Regions from separate parts of the Mus musculus genome. Here all the other regions are linked to region 2. Evidence: chromatin contacts called from public promoter capture Hi-C data. All regions are on one chromosome and are shown on one strand. The core of a region is the stretch at or near the end of the contact, and the rest is flanking DNA. Distances in the headings are between cores, read along the strand shown. Region 1 holds the start of Hdgf (heparin binding growth factor). Region 2 holds the start of Fcrl1 (Fc receptor-like 1). Region 3 holds the start of Mab21l2 (mab-21-like 2).

The links. Promoter capture Hi-C pulls out the DNA fragments that hold promoters and counts their contacts.
Region 1: a contact with region 2 is called in a promoter capture Hi-C map of second pharyngeal arch cranial neural crest. The contact joins the promoter of Hdgf here to the promoter of Fcrl1 in region 2. A contact is called at or near these places in 3 of 39 promoter capture datasets (cranial neural crest, pre-B cells and second pharyngeal arch cranial neural crest).
Region 3: a contact with region 2 is called in a promoter capture Hi-C map of embryonic stem cells, with 2.2 times the contacts expected there. The contact joins the promoter of Mab21l2 here to the promoter of Fcrl1 in region 2. A contact is called at or near these places in 5 of 39 promoter capture datasets (the 3T3-L1 cell line, embryonic stem cells, hippocampal neurons and 1 more).

What each region holds. Positions count from the first base shown.
Region 1 is chr3:87,904,696-87,909,179 of GRCm38.p6, reverse strand. It overlaps Hdgf (heparin binding growth factor), which reads right to left and starts at 2,859. Exons shown (of 6, transcript NM_008231.4): 1 at 2,466-2,859. The coding sequence starts at 2,552.
Region 2 is chr3:87,374,010-87,378,419 of GRCm38.p6, reverse strand. Fcrl1 (Fc receptor-like 1) reads right to left here and starts at 2,033. Exons shown (of 10, transcript NM_178165.4): 1 at 1,895-2,033. The coding sequence starts at 1,925. Gm31940 (a long non-coding RNA gene) reads left to right here and starts at 817. Exons shown (of 3, transcript XR_867410.3): 1 at 817-1,333; 2 at 2,276-2,360.
Region 3 is chr3:86,546,822-86,551,376 of GRCm38.p6, reverse strand. Mab21l2 (mab-21-like 2) reads left to right here and starts at 3,094. Exons shown (of 1, transcript NM_011839.4): 1 at 3,094-4,555. The coding sequence starts at 3,686. The region is part of intron 40 of Lrba (LPS-responsive beige-like anchor); the gene reads right to left. It overlaps Gm31677 (a long non-coding RNA gene), which reads left to right. Exons shown (of 5, transcript XR_375777.3): 1 at 1-343; 2 at 551-609; 3 at 2,363-2,426.

The DNA of each region.
Region 1 (4,484 bases), core at 1,610-4,109, 530 kb before region 2:
AGGACAGCCAGGGCTACATAGAGAAACCCTGTCTCAAAAAAACAAAGAACATACTAACTGACCACCATTCCTAGGGTCAGACTGATTTGACCTAGGAAAACTGGAATGTCCAGGATAGCAGGCAGCTCAGAGATTTGGGCTAGGGAGTGTGCAAAGCCCAAGGGCAGAAAAGGTGAGGTGGCAGAGGGAAAAGGAAGGCTCTAGGATGCTCAGGAACTAGAAGAGTCCTCTCCAGGACTGGGGGAGGGGAATCTCAGGGCTAGGGCTGTTCACTGTTAACTGCCTGGAGATCCTTCAGGAAGTTAGGGAAGAAGAAGAAGAGAGAAGATGGATTCATAATACATTCTTCTAGTCAGGTCCTGCTATCAGGTAGCCCCTATGACTTCAATCTCCAACCCTGGACCCTTTCAGTCTTTTTCCTGAAGCCCATGTCCCCTAGCAGTCGCTAGGTACAAGTGGTGGCCTGCACAGTGGCTGGGGATTCTGGTTACACCCTGGAGCAGACTCCAGGCTTCCTCCTCCTCCGGACTCAGGAAAAGCTAAAACAGGTTCTAAGGAATTGGGGGTGGGGAAGACCACAACTCGGTTTTGTCCTTTTGGGAGTCAAGGGGAATGCCTTAGAGGTGATAGCCTGGTGTACCCCTGTTAAGTGTCACAATGAAGCCAAGTGTTGGGGTGTCTCTTTGAGACCCATTTACAACTTCAGCTCAAAAGTCCTGGCTTCAATAGAAAGAAATTGTCTCTCTCTCCTGCCCATCTCTCCTAGACACTCATAATGAAAAGAAATAATAGATGGTATATCTACTCCAAGGGCTATCCTCTACCCAAGGAACACCAAAATCAGAGGGACTTGTTCATGGGGCCCCAAAATCTCATGAAATAAGGCATACCAGAAGGTTCTGTAAATCAACATTCCATAACTACTTCTCTTTCCTCAGACATAGCTTACCTCTGAACTTTGTCTCACCCCCAGCAGGGAAAAGCAGTAGAAACCTGGGTCCAGCTCTTGCCCTCCCTACCAGTGCCTTGGCATCTGGACCAAGAAGCCAATGGATCAGAGGATGCAAGGTAATAAATTACATGAGTGTTTACATGACACACATATACAAAGCCTAGCTTCAGTCAGGCCCTCGAGGCCCTCTAAGCTTCTGGAAAGAGTCTGGCCTCTCTCTCTCTGCACTGCACTCCCAGGCCAGACCCAGGCCTTACTTGACCCATTTTAAAGTTTCAGTGAGCAAGGCTCAGGCAAGTAGGATTGAACACACTCCTTGGGATGGAGGGAGAGAGAGAGAATATGGAGGGCCACTTGAGTTTTCTCAAAGATCAAGGTGTCCTGACACCCTGAATAGGAACGAAGACAGCATGGAGCCTCAGAGTCGTACTGAGCCAGATGAACAGTCAGCCATACTGTAAAATTCACAAGGCAATCCTGCCTGAGACCCCTCCCTCCAGGCCTTTCTGCCCGAGGATTTCTTTTACACAAGTTCCACACCCTAAGGGGCTGAGTCATGCCCTCACTCGGTATCAAGGGCCCCCTCTACAATCGTTTTGAAAAATTCCCAGAAGCAACCCTCCCCCCAACACACACACACACACACACACACACACACACCTTTTCCTGGGAGGGAAGGTGATAAACACAGCAGGCTTTCTGCCCCACCCTCCCACCTGGCCAGGTGCTGGAATGGGGAAGGCCCTACTCTTGGCGGGTTCAAACAACCACATGGCTGACACCGGCCTCCCTGACTGGAGACGCTCACTAATGGGAAGCCGAGGAAACTCCAGCGTCCCACAATCCCCCACACCGCGCTAAGGTCGTCTGTACTGGATTTCCCAAAGCACACGGGGGCCCTGCTGCCTCCAGTTCCAAGTCTGAGCTGGAGGCATATGGAGGGATGTTCTTGTAGAGCTGGGGGCTAAATCGGTTATGGCAGAGTCACCAGGCCAGGCAAGACCATTTTTAAGTAAGTCGTCCCCAAACATTTCACGACCCTCCCAACTTCAGAGTTCCTACCAAAATGCTCCAAGAAAGTTTGTGAGTCGCCAACTCTACATCCACCTAACCCTCTGTGAACTGAGACCCCTCGCACCCGTTCGTCCAGCCAGAGAAACCTGAACTGGAGGCAACTATCAATGGAGACTCAGGGCTCAAGCGGGGCTCCGAGAAGGGGTTGGGATTCGCGGCGAAAGAAGCGACACACCATCGGGCCGCTCCCCCCCCCCCCCCCGCCACCGTGAGCCCGAAGCCTCGGCCGCTGTGACGGAGGGGTGAGGGCGAACTGAGCACGCGGCGCTGCCCGCCAGGTGCCGGCCGCGATCGCCTCCGTTATGTAAGCGGTGGTGGGCTCCCGCCAGCCAGAACAGGCCTGGCACCCCTGCCCCTACGCCCGCTCCGCGCTCGGCGGCCGTGCCCTCCCGAGCGTTATGCAACCCGCAGCAGGGCCCGCGACGGCCGCGCCACTCACCCGGGCCGGCCAGTGTGGGTATCCTTTCATCTTCGCAAACACCAGGTCTCCGCACTTGTACTCTTTCTGCCGGTTGGATCGCGACATGGCGGGGCCGCGGGCGCCCCGGGCTCCGCGCCGAGCCGGGAAGCGCGAGCCCAAGTTTGCGCGTGCGGCGGTTGCGGCGCCGCTGCGCTCCGGCCCTCGCGCGGCCCCCGCCTCGATGCCGGCCCCCGACGCGAGCTCCGGGGCAGCCACGGCGTCTGCGCCCGCGCGCCGCTCGGACAGGGCCGGGCGCGGTGGGCAACACACGGCTCCGGGAGCGCTAGCTCGTGTGGTTGTTTGTGTTTGAAATTCAATTGCTCCCTCCTCGGCGCGAGCGAGGCCGCTTCCTCCACCCCCCGCGGCCCACTCCTCCCCTCGCGCTCCCGCCCGCGGCGGTTCGATGCGCGCAGCCAATCGACGCCTACAGCCTGCCCCGGCCTCACACCCAACCTGGAGGCCGCCAGGCGGGGCTCAGAGGCACAGGCTTGAAGAGCCGAGTGCCGAGCGCGCCGAGCGGGCTTTGTGTGCGGGCGGGTGGTGGGTGCCAGCCCAAAAGGAGCTGGCGCCCGCTGGACAGGCTGCACGTGCCCCTCCCCGGGCTCCTCTGAATGCCCTGGCCAGGCGGGGCCTACTGTGGCCTGCCTTGCGCTCTGTCCCCCCTACCACGTGCCATGTCCCAACCCACGTATTTGCTCTGCGCCTCTGACTTCTAACTAGTTAGACCGCCAAGGCAAGAGGTGTACCCCACACACTCCACGTGCTTCTGTTGGTGGCGGTATAAGAGTTCGAGTCCTACCATTTCAGTCTACTCTAAATTAACAGCTGTATCTGGACTATCACCAATTACCCTCACTAGAATAAGGAGGTCCTAAACGATAAAGACAGTTGGATACCACTAAATCTAGTTTGGAGATATATAGTATTAATTTGAAGACTGTATTTGGCCTGGGTTATATTCTAAGGAATGATGTGCGCAAAACTTGATCTCAGATCTCAAACCAAACAAGATTTTGTTGTAATTACATCTCTGTGCAATGGGTTTTTTGTTGTTTATATCTAATTGTTTTATATCTTATTTTTATTGAGACAGTCTTTTTTTTTTATTTTTTTTTATTTTTCAAGACAGGGTTTCTCTGTGCAGTCCTGGCTGTCCTGGAACTCACTCTGACTGACCTCAAACTCAGAAATCCGCCTGCCTCTGCCTCCCAAGTGCTGGGATTACAGAAGTGTGCCACCACTGCCGGGGGAGACAGTCTTAGTATGTAGCCCTGGCTGGCTGGCCTGCATACTCTCTTTTTAAAGAGATTTGAAGGTTTCTGGTTTTTGTTTGTTTGTTTTTGGTTTTTCAAGGCAGGGTTTCTCTGTGTAGCCCTGGCTGTCCTGAAACTCATGTAGACCAGGCTGGCCTCAAACTCAGAGATCCACTTGCCTCTCCCTCTTAAACGGGTGCACCACCACTGCCCAGCAGATTTGAAGGTTTTTTTTAATATTTATTTATTCATTTATTATTTGTAAGACACTGTAGCTGTCTTCAGACACTCCAGAAGAGGGCCTCAGATTTCATTAGGGATGGTTGTGAGCCACCATGTATGAGTTCAAATGGTCCACAAACAGCTGGGATTTGAACTCAGGACCATTGGAAGAGCAGTAGGCACTCTTAACCACTGAGCCATCTCACCAGCTCAGATTTGAAGTTTTTATTTGTGTTTGTGAATGCATGCTACATGTGTGGTGTGCAGAAGAGAGTGTCAGATCCCCTGAGGCTGGAGTCGCAGGTCATTGTGAGCCCATTCACATGGGTTCAGGGAACTGAACTTGAGTCTCCTGGAAGAGCAGCAACTGACCACCTCTTCAACCCTAATCACAAATTCTTTAAAAAGTTTAATGATGCCTGGCGTGGTGGCACACGCCTTTAACCCCAGCACTCAGGAGGCAGAGGCAGGCAGATTTCTGAGTTCAAGGCCAGCCTGGTCTACAAAGTGAGTTCCAGGACAG
Region 2 (4,410 bases), core at 784-3,283:
ACACACACACACACACACACACACAGAGAGTTATTAAGCACTATTTCTAAGTTTTTTTTCCCAGAGCAACCAGAAAAATGGTAATACTATTTCTTGAGATAGATAGTTTGTGGGGGAATTGGGTAAGTTTGGTGTACTGGCAAAATGACAGACAGAGATCAAACAAAGCTGTTTAGGATTCCTGGCTGCCACCTAGTAGCCACCTGGTAGCCACTGGCTATTAAGTAATCAAAGCTGGTGAAATAAGCTTACGTTTAGACTTAAAGTGTCACGTTAAATGAGAAAGGTGTGTACGTTTGGAGAAGAAACTACAGGTGAAGTCTAGGCATCCGTTCCAAGCTGCCAACATGCTGAGTACAGATTCAACCCAGCAAAGAAGCAGCAGGGCAGCAGATATGAAGCAGAAAGAAAACAGACAAACAGCATTCTGGAAACCAAGTTAAAAGCACCCTGCAGGAGTGATCATCCACCGCTCTGCCCCCAGAGGATAAGGAGTAGGAACCGGAAATGACCTCTGTGTGAGGCGAAGGTGAAGTGGTGGGTGAGGTTGGGGAGAGGTGGGGATAAAAGGTTGATTAAAGTGAGTTCACCAAAAAAGGAAACGATTGAACACTTGCCTGGGTCAAGAATGCGAGAGGAGCTCAGGGGACAAGATTGGGAGCTTGAAGCAATCTTTGATATGATAGAAATGTTCCCAGCTTTGATTGACATCTGGGGGAAAGGTTTCAAGAGCTTAAGAAAGGCAGGTAACTAAAAATGAAGGTGTTTTGTTTTGTTTTGTTTTGTTTTGTTTTGTTTTGTTTTGTTTTGTTTTGTTTTGTTTTGTTTTGTTTTGTTTTGTTTTAAAGAAAGAATCAGGGAAGTGAGACAAAGTGAAGTTGCCAAGCTAGCGCAGAGTGAACCCTGTCCCAGTGCAGAGTGAACAGAGCACAGAGTGAACCAAGCCAGCACAGAGTGAAGGGAGAAAGAGAAACAGTGCGGGAACGAGGAGGGAAGCTCTCCCAGCATGCCTGTGCATGTATGGGAACAGGTTGGAATGGAGACACATTTGAGTGGAGGAGAAGGTTAATGAATGACAAGGTGTATTTACAGAGCAAGAAGAAGGCAGACAGGTAGTTGGTAGTCATGGGAGTAGAAAAATGGAGAATTTTCTTTTTGCCATTATTACTTCTAAAATAAATTATTAATCAAAGTTATAAAATGGGGCCCAAAAGGATTAAGTTTGAGGAGAAACGAGAAGACCTGAAACAATGGCTCCCACGCATGAGTGGGAAAACAGATGCGAAGAACATCTGCGATTCGGTTTCCACGTCACGTGATGATAAGGTGCCAGGTGAGCCTTTGTTTAAAGTCCCATTGTTTGGACACAGTTAAAGTGTATCATCTGGCAGTGCAGGAGGGAGAGAGAGTTGAAAGAGCATCCGCCGGCATGTTGTGGTGATGAGCTGCAGAGTCTGTGCCGTGTCAGTGATGAGTAAGCCTTCCAAGTGTAATGATTAATAATGGAGGAATAATCTTGCCATTCTGGTGTGTGACACCAGAGAAACCAGAGTGTGGCCACAGGGGAATGAGGAGGGCTGGTGATACACTAAGGTTCTCATGTGAATAAAAGGAAGTGGTGTTGATAGAAGAAAAAGGAACTGAGGGACCAAGTTGTTGCCTATATTTTGTGAGTGTGTGTGTGTGTGTGAGAGAGAGAGAGAGACAGAGACAGAGACAGAGAGACAGAGACACACAGAAAGACAGAGACACACACACAAAGAGAGACGAGACAGAGACAGAGAGACAGACTACATGAATCCACGAGCATCACCAGGCAGAAACTTAGTCGTCGAATTCTCTATCCTTTTTAAGATCCCCGTTCCCAGACCCCACTCCAAGTTGTCTAACTTACCACAGATCAGTAGCAGGAGCCAAGGTAGCATGAGGACCAGGCTGGGGATGGTAACTTGAAGGTGCCTCTCACCAAAAGAAAAAAAAGCAAAACCAGACTACTCACAGAGGTGTCACAGATAACTGCCCTCAGCTTCTCTGAGGTTTGAGGAAGTCGTGGTCGGAAGTTAACCTTCAGCACGAGTTTACAGAAATACAACAAAGCAACCTTGTCCAGTGTTCAGTTCTTCCTCCAGGAAGGCCCCAGAATGGAAGACACTCCTTCCTATGGCATGACTCAATTTCATGACTTGGAGCTTTTGGGTATCAGGAGATGCGGGCTTTCATTTTATAACTTTGATTAATACTTTATTATTAAAATATGAATATTCATGTATCTCAGGGGTTTCCAGTAGATGATCCAGGCTTTAAAGAGTCTCACTGAGCTTGAGTCCTGCCAGATTTCACACCACACACTGCCATCTTTGGTAAGGATATCTATTTAACTATCTGATCAAATGCACTGTCTTTCTCACAAGCTCCTATTGTGGTCTCTCTGTGTCTGACTCAGGAATGGAAGGGAGTATTCGCAGGTTATGTTCCGTGTCTGCTGCTATTGTATATTCTGATTTATATAGGGTCCAGCCATTCATATAGATATTTCCCCATGTTTAAAATTTCAATGTTCCAATAAATGACATGAGCCACTTTTTAAAAAGTCATAGGAAGTCATAGAGTGGAAGAGTTTGGAATAAAATGGAAGACTTGGATATGCACCAATTAGCCTCTGTGTACTGGAAAAGGCTCACCGTCATCACTAACTCTTGTATTTGTGTGACACCCTTCTTCCCTTACCCCAGTCAAGGGTAGGCAATTCCTGCTGTTGCTTCCTTTAGCATCTATATCACCCTTTCTCTGTCACCTGAAGCTTGTATGTGAGTCTCATTATGGATTACAGGGGAATAAACTATTTTATTTTTCCCATTTCTTGAATCTTTTATCATCTAATATTAAGATGATTTTTGACAAAGGTAAACTGATACAAATGCAATCATAGTAATTGTTCTACATTATTTGCATCATCTCAACATTGAGTGAGTGAGTGTGTGTGTGTTATTAAACATGGGGCCACAACATACACCTTGGGATCACGGTCTGCACTCTGAGGTTGCTGTCTGCACCCTGGGGTCACAGTCTGCACTCTGGGGTTTCCATCTGCACCTTGAGGTCAGAGTTTGTACCCAGGGATTGCAGACTGCACACTGGTGTTGCTGTCTGCACTCTAGGGTCGGCATACACCCTGGGATCACAATCTTCACCTTGTGAATGAGAATTGCTGGAAAGAAACCGTGCCTCAAATGCTGATTGACTGACTAGACCTTCAGTGATGTGGAGAGGTTGGAATGTTCCAAATCCAGGGGCAAATTATCTTGGGCATCTTTATCCCTCTTAATAACAACCTACTGATTGCTTTTGTACATGAACCAACCCCTTTTGTCACCATCATGTAAATCCTTTGGGAATGTACAAATAGAATGTTTCACCAACAAAATAGCTAACAATTCTATCAGGCTTCCCATCTCTGCTATAACCCGCCTACCTGATGCATTTGAAAGTGTGTTACTTTACGGTTTTTTTGCTGTTCCTATAAAAAGTTAATGAAATTGATACCTTGTTGGAGCATGGTATTTGGAGAAAGAATCTGAATCTGTGTTTCTGAGCCATGATTGCTCATATTCACTCCAGAAAACAATCTCTTTATTCCTTTGAGATAGGATCTCTTTCCTTCCTCAACAAGCCTATGAAGCCAGGTTCAGCCAGAGAGTCCCTATTCCATTGTCTCTCAGAGATCGGGGGATGGGCTGGCTTTGCTACATTCCTGGTTAGAAAATGCTAGTCAGCTGCAGCCACTCACCCTCAGTAAGTCACTTAAAACAACCATATAAAGCAAAAAGCAGAAAAAGAACTTTAATTCAATGTGCCCATATTAGGAGGGATAAGAGAAACACTGACCTCCCCAGTCCGTTTTTAGGGATTCAAAATGAGGTCAAAGTTTAAGTAGAGGGCAGGTGAGGAGCACATCTATGAAATCCTGGTCAAGGTGTGGTCCTGCCCACCACTGACCCATCCCTGTCTGGGCTTCAGTCCGCCCTGTAACATCCTGTAAGGTGGACTGACACAGGTTAGAACTGTGTGGAATCACTTTCCAGGCAAGCTCCTTGTCTGACTGGCTCTGGGCTTCCGTCATTCAGTCCTCCACTTTCAAAATCCCATAGGAGTTTCAGAGTCTTAGAGTCCAGGGTTTCATTTCTCCCAGGCAGCCGTGGTGTGTGTGTGTGTGTGTGTGTGTGTGTGTGTGTGTGTGTGTGTGTGTGTGTGTGTGTGCACATGTGCGTGTGTTTGTTAATATGCATCCTGTTACTATAGATTAGATTAGTCTCTGTGGTTTTATAAAAACTAAAATATATAATATTTATTCTGTTTCTAAATTCATTCCCTTAGCCTATTATTTCTGAGATCCATTCATGCCTGATAAAA
Region 3 (4,555 bases), core at 1,845-4,344, 830 kb after region 2:
CCTTTGCCTCATTAACTCAAGTATGATGAGACGGATTATAACAAGAGAATACAGATCAATCGGTCTGAAGACTTGAAGTGGCTTTTAGCCTCTAGAGTTTCTTTCTCTCTTGGTCTCCTTAATAGAACACCGCATCTCCTGCAGAAGGAGCTGCCACTTCGTTTTAATACACCATCAAGGAGCTGCTGATGGACTTCTACACCAACATACATAAAAGCAGAGGTGACAGGGGCTCTTCAATTATAGCCTCCTCAGATACCGTTTCCCCCTTCAATTATTCAACCAGGGATAGGAGCCGCAAACAGCAGAAGCTGCCTGCTCTCAGCCAAGGCAGTGGAGAGAGGTAAGGGGGAGGGGTGCAGTGTTTGCTGGAAGTGTTTAAGTTTATTGCTCGAATGATGTTTCTAATTAGCACCACAGCGATAAATTAAAGTCGCCTTTGTTTAACTGATTTATTATTTACTAGAGCATCTACCTTAGACAGGGTAAATTGGTAATGAATTGTTTTTAAATCAAAACATTTGTAACGTTTTATCATCCTTGCCTCTAGGAAGAGAAGTGGAGAAACGGTGGACAAGGGTGTGAGGAAACTTGCTCAAGCTGGCAGAGGTGAATGCAGTGGGTGCGCGTGTCCTGTAGCTTGAAGACGTGGCAGGCCGAGCTGAGACAGCCAGAATTACAAGGGTTCGCACAGGCGTCTCTGGCCACATGCATGCTGCAGATCTGGCCCCTGGAGGATGTGGAGGAACTCTGCACCTGGGCCTTGCCACCAGTCCCCGCCCGCCCAGCACTGCCTGTGGGATTTGTTCCAAGCTTCTTTTCCCTGTGGTCCCATACTCCACGGGAGTACACCCCTCTGGCCTGTAACACCTCCAAGGCAGGGACTATAGAACGCACTAGTTACCCGGCTACATGGCATGGTCTGGGTCCTGCAGCACCAAAGCCTCCCTGACCAGCGGGAAACCGCTGGCCGCAGCTAGCCGCCTAGTAGTGCATTCACTCTTAGGAACGCCCATGAAACTACTGTCCCAGAGGCTCTCTGATGCTTACTTTGCAAGGTTCTTCCCAACTCCTCGCTACTTAAAACGGCCCCCAAGCGATAAATCCCGCTTGGTTTAAAAAAGAAAAACCCAAATACTCTTTAGAAAGGAGCTTTAGCATCAAGGTGGAGGCGGGTCAAGTCTCCAGCCCTCCGGACCACCAAAGACTAAGAACGAATGAAGGGGTAGGGATCCAAGCATCTCATGCCCAGTAGAAAGAAACATTAGCTCTCTCGGTAGCAACTGAATTCAGGTTCTGGTAGGTTTCAAAAAATGCAAGTCAAGCTCTCCTACGGGGTTTTACAAAAGTTATACACAGCTTTTTAAAAAAAAAAAAAAACGGGCTAAAGATTTTATTTTCCCTATGCATAACCCACGGCTTAAATATTATCTGCCAAATCAACCTAAAAATAGCCCTTAACTACCTGAGTGTATTAAAACAACTGAGAGCCCTGGCATCTTAAATTCTGAGATAAACTCCCAGTAGCAAGTGAATCACCTTGCTGCAGCCCTTGTTTTTCCAAAAGTCCTACGAGGCAGCAATCACACAGCTTGTTAAGGATAACACATATTCTAAGGAACAAGAGCGACTGAGTTTTAGTGGGATGCAGGGGAGGAGGAAGGCCATCTGGGTAATCAATAACAGTAAAGTTATAGATTTTTATCCCAGTCAACTCCTTTAAAAGCAAGAATCAATTATGAAAATAAAATTATTCTAAACCAGTACTGCCCAAGAATATGTTCACAATTAACGTCACAGTATTTAAAAAATTAAGAAAACCTGAATTCAGGCTCATTTTTTTCCTTCATTTTAATTTAAGTCTAAACTATTTTGGTAGCTTATTTCAATCAGCAAGTATAACCAAGTAATGTATGCTAATATATAAACTTACAGTTTCTCAAAACTCACATATTTTCTCTCTAGTTATTGGTAAATTCCTATAAGAGTAAAATAATGACACAAAGATAGCTAAATCTAAATTATGAAATAAGGATCAAAAACATATCTGGAGTAGTTTTTGTCCTGTTCTGTATTTTTAACAGCATATGGAAATTACTAACAAGAGATTTATGGTTATAGACTGTCATCCTATCCCCTCCTTTACACATACACAGCAATTCTCCAGCTCTTGGCAACAATGGGATGGGAGGGAAAGAGAAGGGGGGGGGGACTACAAAATTTAAGTCCTTTCTTAAGCTCCCCTTCCTGCTCTCATTTGCCTTCAAGCCAAAGACAGTTTGTTAGAGTCTGCACCTTCTGCAGAATGTTCAGAGACTTAAAACCAAAAGTGAAGCTCACTGAAAGCACTACTACTTTGCAGGAATTGATCCAGCCATACCCAGAGAAGAATCCCTTCTATGAAGACTCTCCTCCTCACTGCAACGGTAAGAAAAGAGGATAAAAAAGAAAATGGGACTATGAAACGAGTGAGAGCATTTGGCTTCTGTCTAGTCCCATTTTCTCACCCCCCACGCCCCCTTTATCAAGTGCAGTGTGGTGGCTGCTGAGGTCCCAAGCTTGTCCTCTCTCTCTCTTTCTCTCGGATTGGCTAAAGCACTGACAGCTTGCATAGGGATTGTAGGAACTGAAGCTCCACCCCTTCACGGTGGCCCAGAACCATTCATAAACTAAGGAGAGAGAGAGAGAGAGAGAGAGAGAGAGAGAGAGAGAGAGAGAGAGAGAGAGAGAGAGAGAGAGAGAGAAGTGTGGGGGGCAGGTATCAGAGGACAGGGGGATGAGGTAGAGACTGCAAACGCAACCCAGAGGAGAGGAAAAACCCGGACTCCTTAGACCTGCACACCAGATACAACGTAAGCAACGATTTAGTCACACTAAAATAGATTTTGCTAGGGCCAAAAGTATAAATAACGAGGCAGAAAAGAATATCAAACAACTTGCAGCAGTTTGCACCTAGAGAAAGGCAGGAAGAACCCACCACAAACAAACCAACCCAATCCAAACAACGCCTCCAGTAGGAAGCCAGGAAAACTGCTACGACACAACCCCCTGAGAAGAGAGGAGACTAGCACGCTGAGACCGCGCGGGGCGTCTGCAAACCTCAGAGTGCGCTGCGGCCTGAGCTGTACTTCGCTGCTCTCCGGGCATTAATTACATCCTTCACTTTCCTTTTGGGGGAGGGTAAGGAAGGCATCACCTACGCTGAGCGAAGGCGTCCAACCATCGAGGGAGAAGTTTCAGAATGAACCACTGAATGTTTTTGTCTTATTTTTAAATTTACTTTGGCACTTATAAGACTTCATTTCCAGATATCTGGGCAATCGTGGCTGCTGCGGACATCTAAGCCTAGCCTCTTGGTAACCTAGTTTTTTCTCTCTCACGATTTCATCCATCTCTCCCGCACAAGGAGAGGCTCGTCTTTATTTTTGCAGGTACTTTCCCCCCTAAATAATATTATTTCTAATTTTCTGCGGAAGAAAGAAAAGAAAATTCCAAAGAGGGAAAAGAAAAGGCCAGCCGGCTATATCATCAGCCGGTCAGCCCAGGTGGAAAGCAAGAGTGAAATTGGGGCTTCAGGGGGAACGCACCGCCTTTCCACAGCCGCAGGGCCACCACCAGTGCGTGAGCCTTGGATCCCTCAACGTATTGCGAGACGCCGGTGTACAGCCCGGACCTGTGCCCCAACATGATCGCCGCTCAGGCCAAGCTGGTTTACCAGCTCAATAAATACTACACCGAGCGCTGCCAGGCGCGCAAGGCTGCGATCGCCAAGACCATCCGAGAAGTCTGCAAGGTAGTGTCGGATGTGCTAAAGGAAGTGGAGGTGCAAGAGCCCCGCTTCATCAGCTCTCTGAGTGAGATTGACGCCCGCTACGAGGGGCTGGAGGTAATCTCGCCCACCGAGTTCGAGGTGGTACTCTACCTCAACCAGATGGGAGTCTTCAACTTCGTGGACGACGGATCTCTGCCCGGCTGTGCCGTGCTCAAACTAAGCGATGGGCGGAAGCGGAGCATGTCTCTTTGGGTCGAGTTCATCACAGCGTCTGGCTACCTTTCTGCGCGCAAGATCCGCTCGCGTTTCCAGACACTAGTAGCCCAGGCGGTGGACAAGTGCAGCTACCGGGACGTGGTCAAGATGATCGCCGACACTAGTGAGGTCAAGTTGCGCATCAGGGAGCGCTACGTGGTGCAAATCACCCCAGCGTTCAAGTGCACCGGGATCTGGCCTCGCAGCGCGGCACAGTGGCCTATGCCCCACATCCCCTGGCCCGGCCCCAATCGGGTGGCGGAGGTCAAGGCCGAAGGGTTCAACTTGCTCTCCAAGGAGTGCTACTCGCTGACTGGCAAGCAGAGCTCCGCAGAAAGCGACGCCTGGGTGCTGCAGTTCGGTGAGGCGGAGAACCGCTTGCTGATGGGCGGCTGTAGAAACAAGTGCCTCTCGGTGCTGAAGACGCTGCGGGACCGCCACCTGGAGCTGCCTGGCCAGCCGCTCAATAACTACCACATGAAGACGCTGCTGCTGTACGAGTGCGAGAAACACCCGAGGGAAACGGAC